Linked DNA regions of Acanthopagrus latus: region 1 is linked to region 2. A link is a contact called in public Hi-C data. All regions are on one chromosome and are shown on one strand. Each heading gives the region's core, a stretch centred on a gene start, on an enhancer-like site or on the middle of the called end of the contact. The rest is flanking DNA. Distances are from core to core; before and after follow the strand shown.

Region 1 (4,313 bases), core at 1,046-3,545, 140 kb before region 2:
TAAATTTTGATAATCCACATCAGATCTTCCTGGAATTATCCAGTGCAACTCCGAGGTTGGGTTCTATCAGTCTGAAGTGAAATGAGTCTGTGGAAACAGGTAGTTTTCTTTTAAAGTAAATCTGAAATCAAAAGGAAATATCAACAATCTCAATTTTCAATGTGCTTTAATTTTGAAAATCCACACCAGATCTTCCTGGTAGTTTTCAGGTAGTTTCAGGTAGTTTTCCTTTAAACTAAATCTGAAATCTAAAGGAAATATTATCAACAATCTCAATTTTCAGAGGGCTTTAATTTTGAAAATCCACATCAGAACTTCCTGGTATTATCTGAGTGCAACTCTGACATTGAGCACTATCAATCTGAAGTGAAATGAGTCTGTGGAAACAGGTCCTTTTCTTTTATAGTAAATCTGAAATCAAAGGGAAATATTAGCAAAAATGTCACATTTTAGAGGGCTTTAATTTTGAAAATCCACATCAGAGCGTCCTGGAACTACATGAGTGACACTCTGACTTGAAGTACTATCAATCTGAACACAAATGAGTCTGTGGAAACAGGTAGTTTTCTTTTAAAGTAAATCTGAAATCAAAGGGAAATATTAGCAAAAATGTCACATTTTGGAGGGCTTTGATTTTGAAAATCCACATCAGAACATCCTGGAAATACATGAGTGACACTCTGAGTTGGAGTACTATCAGTCCGATGTGAAATTTGTCTGTGGAAGCAGGTAGTTTTCTTTTAAAGTAAATCTGAAATCAAAAGGAATATATCAGCAACGATGTCACATTTTAGAGGGCTTCTATTTTGAAAATCCAAATCAGATCTTCCTGGAATTATCTGAGTGAGTCTCTGAAGTTGAGTTCTATCAGTCTCAAGTGAAATAAATGTGGAAACTGGTACTTTCCTCTTAATGTGGATCTGAATTTGAGGGAAATATTGAAAATAATTGACTATCAATTAGTGGGCTTTTATTTTGAAATTCCTCATCAGAAACGCCAGCTATTGTGTTTATTTTTATGTTGGACTAATTGTACAAACAGATGAAATGTCATGGCCCCCATCTTCTAAGACTTCAGTGTGATCAGAATAAGGATGGTAATATGAATTAAATAATAAATAAATAAATAAATAAATAAATAAATAAATAAATAAATAATCAATGAATTAATTCCTTAAATGCTCAATTAAGTAATTAATTGTTTAAATAATTCATCAATCAATTAACAGACTGGCTGATTGTATTTGTGTGAAATTGCAGACTGCCTTCATAAGTGTCTGCTTTTATTTTGAATTCTGTTCTGGCACTGCATTACCGTAATATCGTCTATATACAGGCACTGCAAATTAAGTGGCGGCTAGGTTGACCGGGGATTTCGGAGTGGAGGGTGGCTTGACTGCAGTAGCCTTTCCTGCATCTTCTGGGTTACCAAGATGAGTGACATGGTCCCAACCAATTGGTAAAGGCAATCAGAATGTGAAATACAGTTTGAACGCTACTGTTCATTTCTAAGATATGCCGCTGTTACCTAGGCTGAGAGAGCTGTTGTGTCCCTCACAGCACACAGATGACAACCTTTTGATAGTGTAGGGTTAGGTCCCTAACGTGACCCAAGAGCTGCTAACTACGACCTTTTTTTCTCTATGGCCGCATAAACTGGCTGTGCTCTTTTGTCAACATGGTGGGTTTAATCTATAACGTTAATGTATTCGCATATCGCTCTCGCGTAAAAACCCACTGACATGTGCAACATAGTATATTACATCAGGCGATGAACAGGCTCTTTCAAAAATGATGAGTTGTGGAGTCTTTTGTTTTGTTTTTTAGCTGTATACGAAAAAACAAAGCTGCTGATTCACCTGTCTTTCCAGTACGTTGTTTTCCTCTCTCAGTTTTTCCAGGAGTTCGCCAACATTCTTCAAGGATTTCAGGTCACTGCCTACCTTTTTCTCAAGGAATTTCACTACATAGTCGTGTAGGCCCTCCGCATCTGTTGAGAAAGACTCGCTATCTAGGCTGGTTGTGTAGACGGAGTGTGAAAAATGATCTGTCAGTTTGCTAACTTGAAGCTCCGCTTCAGTGCCCGCCGCCATATCTCCCCTTCACTGTTGTGGCCTGACTACAAGTGGTTTATTGCCACGACTGTACGTAAGGGAGGCGGGAGCCTATGACGTCCCTAGGGCGGTCCTTGGGAGCGAGCGCGAGTGGTTTATTTCCGGTGTAGCGTGCGACGATCGCTGCTGATCAGTTATGTACAGGGCTGGCTGATCCCTTGTTGAGCCACATCAGTGCCCATCCGCAGTCCAGACGGCCGACAAGGGCGCCGCCATATATCCAATCCATACCGGAAGTGTCAACCGGAAGTTAGGTTTGTTTTTTTCTTTTTTATTATTTTATTGAATGATAACATATTTACATAACATATTGGCATAGTACATTGCAATACAGAATAAACAAGGCACATGGACAAGCCTCAGAATATCATCGACAGTGTAAGATGAAAGAAATTAAGAAATCTCAGAAAAATAAATAACTGAATAAATAATATTTGGGAGAAGTCAAAGTAAAAGTAAAATAAATGAAGAGGGGAGAGCTAGGGGTTTTCAGTAAGATTAAACTCCTCTACTAACCTACAAAGTTTCAATGCATTTTTCTTCTCCATACATTTCAAGGATGAAAAATAATGACATAGTTCTTTATGAAAAACATAGAAATTAGGTTTGGATTTCATGCATCTATTTTTACAAATGAATAATTTACCAAGAATGATGAAAGTGTTAATAGCCAGGTCATGGGATGCCTCTCTCATAGATACACCATATAAAACATTTTCTTTTGTTAGAATAGTGAAATTGGGCATTTTAGGGAATAACCAGTCATACAAACCTTCCCAGAAGGTATTAACAAATTTACAGTCATAAAACAAATGTTCAGTTGTTTCAATGTCTTCATCACAAAATGAGCAGTTATTGTGGTCAAAATGAAAACGATTCCTTACAAATTCAGAGGAGGGTATACTCTATTAAGAATTTTAAAGTGCACCTCCTTTGCTTTTGGAGCAATGGGAAACTTAAAGAATTTGGATCTCAAACTTTCAGCTTCTTTTTTAGAGAAAAACTGTAGAATTGATATTCTGTTTGATGAGAAAAGTGGAAGTTAGTTAGCTAAGCCGCTGAGCTAAAACCAAAAGAAAAGCTTAAAAAACACATACGTTTACAAGACGTATGTATGGTTTACACATAACATAATAGCTTGCACTGTTTCTGCTGTTAAATGTTTTCTCCAAAAGAATACAGACTTAATAAGGAAGGACTAAAAGACTGGAAAAATGCAAGCCACTTGCTGAAGGTTCATAAGGATAGCCGCTTGCACAATACCCACATGGCAACATAGAAGGAGTTGGAGGTAGTTTTGCAAAGTGGCTGACAATAGATAAGCTAGAGATGGCACTTGCTGAGGCTGAAAGATAGATAGGTCCCATACAAGGCAATGATTTAGTTGTTTGATTTAGTTGTTTGTTTTTTTGTCTCCATTTTTCCTTTAAGTGAAACTCTCGCCAAAATGCAATCTAGGCTTTGTTTGTGAATGTCATCTGTGTCATAATCAGACGTCTTGATTCCTTTAAATGCTGTGTAATAAGTTAAGCTGGCAACAAAGTGCATAAAATGAAATATTTTAGTGATATGGCACAACCAAGAGAAACCTGTATTCAAGGGGTGATTCACACATTGAGAGAAATAGAACTAATTTTTTGATTATGAAACATTTCAATAACTTTGCGAAAATGTATTGCAAAATAGATTTTTTTGGCGAGTTCGGGTTAAAAGAAATGGTAAAACAAAAGTCAATAGGATGAGATTTTCAGGTTTGATATGGGATTAGTTTCACATATCCAATATTAGCCTGGATTAGTGAGGACTGAAATTCTTCAACTATTTTTTTTCAGTACATGTTTAAGAAAATTTGAATAGACAAATCCCCAGTAAGTAGGATTTTATCTGAACAAATCACAAGATCTGCAAAAAATTCACCAAATTCTTCTAGAAATTTGGAGGAGGACCTTGGAGGTATGTAGGTTACCACCAGGTGAAGTCCTGGTCCCTTGACAAGGCCGTTTCTACTTGATGAAGATGGTTTTGCAACTAGAGCCAAATGAAGTAAATGCAATATCCTGGTTGGAGGTTAAACTGAAAATGTCTTTGTAGATTAGAACAACACCTCCCCCTTTTAAGATGCCGAGCAACATGGGCATAGTTATAGTCAAGAGGGGAGGCTTCATTTAATGGCAGAAAAGTATTAGGTTTCAGCCGTGT
Region 2 (3,994 bases), core at 95-2,594:
TCTTACGCTAGCATCAAAATCGCTATTTTTAAAACACTAAGAAGGCTTGACACAACATGAAACTTTGCTCGTAGTACCACTAAGGTCTCTGCACATGAAACTTTGTGTACACAGAGTTTAGTGAAAAAGTTTTTGAACAATTCACATTGGCAGCTGTATCTTCGGGGTGCCGCCGTCATGGCAGACAAAAGGTGTCTATCCCCGAGTGTGACCTAACCGGGAGGAGAGTAATGGTGGACTGCTCCTCAAGCCCTCCTGTTAGGTCACAAAGGTTAAGTGTGACCTAACAGGAAGGCTTCAGGAGCGGTCCACCATTACTTTATTATTATTATTATTTTTTTTTTTACAGTTCCTGTGTGTGAAGTCACTGCAGTGGGAACGACTGTCAGTCGCACATGTGCACTCCATATTCTGCACTCACGATACCTTCTGCAGTTAGCTCACCTGGTACATCGTCACCACTCGCCCATATGAACTGTATAAATGTTCAAGGCTCTTGCTCAATCATTACACTCCATATCCTCATTGTGAGTCCAAATCAAGATGTAGGCCAACTTCACTGTAACAAAACCTTCATCAATCAATCAATCAATCAATCAATCAATAGTTTTCATGTATCAAATGTCCATCTTCCATCTTTCCCAGACTGAGGGATACCACTGGCTGTCACCTCCACCTTAGTGATAGTCAGAGAATTCGAAACAGCAATTACTTACTCACTAAAGTTTCGTCCAGTAAACGGAAGCTGTCACATGGTTGTAAACGAATAGCAATGATACACACAAATACTTCATATGTGAAGTCAGGGATGTGCACATGATTATACAGTATATATATAGTACGTGCCCCCCTCCCCCTTTTTTAGGCCTTAATAGATCCATCCATCCATCCATCATCTGTACATATTCTATGTACGCCGCTTAATCCTCTGCAGGGTCGCGGGGGCCTTAATAGATTCAAAATTAATTTAAAAAAGTACTCATAGAAAGCTAACTACTTAGCTGTGTATCCTATGTAGCTGTGAGTGATATGCAATTGTCATTTCTTTTGTGTCAACAAATTATTGCCAACATAAGTTTATTCACATTATCATAATACTGACGTTTAGAAGACATGCAATTCTTAAAAAGCTCTTTAAACTCTTAATGCACAGATTCTCGCAACTATAAAATCACCTTATGAATAGCATTCACGTCTGATATACTTTACATGTAATATTGCATGTTTAAGGTCTGAGAAATAGCTTATAACCACGACTTCGTGATTATCATTTTGAAACAACTTGCGGTTGCTTTTGAACGCAGCCTTGTTGATCCACTGCCACTTCACCCCCACGTCACTTCCGTTACACAACCTTCTCCGAGAGTTTTGTCCAAGATGGCGTCAACACAGTTAACGGATGAGGAGCTTTTCTCCGAATTAAAGCGCTTTGGTTTCATTCCAGGTCCAGTGACCGAAAACACTCGTCCAGTATACTTGAAGAAACTTAAAAAGCTTCGCGAAGAGCAGCAGCAGCGGGGCTCCAGACTGAGTAAAACCCGTAGCAGCGGGAATATCAACAGCACCACTGGCGGCGGCAGCACGGCGGGATCCAGGCCAGCCAGCCATGACGTCACGCACCTGAGCTCTAGCAGGAGACCGGGCCGGAAGTCCTCTGTTCTCGGCTTTAGCTCTGATGAGTCTGACGCTGAAACTCCCTTGAAAAGAAAGGGTTTTAATCACAGTGGCAGGGCAGACCGACGCTCTGATTTTCAACAACAACTAAAGACAAGACCCGTTACAACACCGAGTGTGACTATCAAGAGTCAGTATGGCGCTACGAGTACGCTGAACAGTAACGATTCTTCTCTGGATCCGGACGGGCAGAGAAGTGTCTCTCTGGGCTGGGGAGTTCGTGCCAGATGCAGCCCTGAGGCGGAAGTTAGGGATTACGACGAATCGGGGGACGAGGACAATTATGAGGGGGGTGCGGATAAGAACTCACGCTCTTTAAATGGTTGTGGAGCACCCCCCTTGGACACAAGCAAACTAGCCGGGGATTATTCAGACTCGGACGAGGAGGTGGTTGGGAGCATTGGAGACCGACAGAAGGAAAGGTTGCAACCTACACGAAGTCAGCAGCCAGTGTTGTTCCCCTCCCACGGAGTCGGCCGCGGGTCTCTGACGGGAGGGGCAGCCGGAGAGGTTAACCCGCCTGAGAATCTAAATATGGTGGGAAGTCGGAGGGAGGAAGGGGAGGAAGACAAGCTAAAGAGAAGAGAATCGGACTCATCGGGGGGCTTGCGAAGCCACAACTTTTCCAAAAAGTCTATTTACGTGTCCCTCACCGAGAACCATAGAGGAGAGGCCAGCAAAAACAACCACGTCGACGGGGATTGCGCAGCCTCTAGAAACAGCAGCAGGAGTAGGTTCAGCATCGGGTTGAGACCGCGCTTCTCCAACTACAGCAGTCTGGCCCAGACATACAGGGGCAGCCACTCTAACCAGATCGTTCCCAACCACTCATACAGCCAGGCAGTGCTGAAGCAGAAGGTGTCTGTCCCGGAGGATGAGCTGCTCCAGCAATTCAAAAGAGAAGAGGTGGCCGCCTCTGGTAGCTTTAGTGCTCACTATCTGTCCATGTTCCTTCTCACGGCAGCCTGCCTCTTTTTTTTGTTGCTGGGCCTCATGTATCTTAGGATGAGGGGTTCTGGATCCTCGGAGGTGGACGGAGTCAGTAAGTATCTGGCAAGAAGTGCTATTGAAGCTTTTGATTGTTTATCCATATAAACGGTAAAATAGGTCCATGGGCATTTCTAAACCAATGTACACAGAGCGTGATCATGATTTGACAGACAAAAGCATCCAAAGGGATTAAAATGTATGCCAAAATGAATGACAAAAAGATTTAATGACTCGGATAAATGACGCTTGACTTTGACACATATTTTAAAACTCAGTTGAAAAGTGAAGCAAGAATGATAAAGGACATGCGCTTTTGTGATCAGGAAATGTACCAACAGATTGGGTGAAAATGTTTTTACAGAAATTGAATTTTGCCTAAAACTTTAATATAAAATAGAAGAAGCAGAGGTGTGTGTAATAATAATGCTTGGTATTGTTATGAGTAGGGATGCCTCAAACAGGTTTTTTTCTTCTTTTTTACCCTGATCCCGATCTGAGTCATTTAATATGTAGTAAATGCCGATACTGAGTCCCTGCTAAAAAAAAAGTACCTGCATCCAAGGTTTTTCTTAATAGTTTTTTTTTTTTTTTTTAATTTTTGTTGAAACAAAGTATACATTTCATACGGCTCTTTCTTGTTCTGCATATGCTATCGTAACATTGGCCTACTTCTTTCCTTGTGATAGCGGGTGAGTCTGTAGCCGTTTTTAGACAGGGCACCAAGCCGCCAATTTGCCCGTCATTTTGGCGGCTCGGTTCGCGGTTTTAGACAGAGGCCAGCAAATTGGGGGTCTGTTTTGGTCCGCCTATTTTCCGCCTCGCCTGCTATCTAAAAACGAGGCGTCAATGTGGCGGCCTTCAGTGACCTGCACCGTTGTGCGACCCACAGCCGGGGAGTTTTAAAACCAAGAAACAGCTGATCACAGCAGTCAGTCCATCACTTCATCCGCGGACATTAAGATGGGCAACTGGACAGCCGCTGAGATCCAGGAGATGCAGCGCCTCCTCGGTCTCTTCAGCTGTTTGGTTGTATTAGCTTGTTGTTGTGTTGGCAAGCCAGGAACAGTCCCTACTTTCAAATTAAAAGCCCCCGCTAAGAACCCAGTTCTTAACGCCAATGGGGTGCAATATAAAGCTCTTATTTTGAAGACAAATTCGTTGTTGCTGTTCACAGCCCAACTTCGAGCATCATGTCACGTCACATGTTTACGCCTACCTCAGAGGGCTTTTAGAAATGGAGGAATAATAAGGCAGGAACACACCGGCCCAACCGTTGGACGTCTGAAGCGTTTGAAGAGACACGGAACAAATATGTTCGGTGTGTTCAGCT

The links. A called contact is a pair of places that touch in the nucleus more often than the background predicts.
Region 1: a contact with region 2 is called in a Hi-C map of liver, with 3 times the contacts expected there. The contact joins the promoter of rint1 here to the promoter of lemd3 in region 2. A contact is called at or near these places in 2 of 4 Hi-C or Micro-C datasets (liver and muscle).

The regions. Positions count from the first base shown.
Region 1 is chr14:2,778,027-2,782,339 of fAcaLat1.1, reverse strand. It overlaps rint1 (RAD50-interacting protein 1), which reads right to left and starts at 2,295. Exons shown (of 15, transcript XM_037121264.1): 1 at 1,860-2,295. The coding sequence starts at 2,093. LOC119032281 (a long non-coding RNA gene) reads left to right here and starts at 1,357. Exons shown (of 4, transcript XR_005078838.1): 1 at 1,357-1,459.
Region 2 is chr14:2,633,925-2,637,918 of fAcaLat1.1, reverse strand. It overlaps lemd3 (inner nuclear membrane protein Man1), which reads left to right and starts at 1,344. Exons shown (of 13, transcript XM_037121001.1): 1 at 1,344-2,716. The coding sequence starts at 1,378.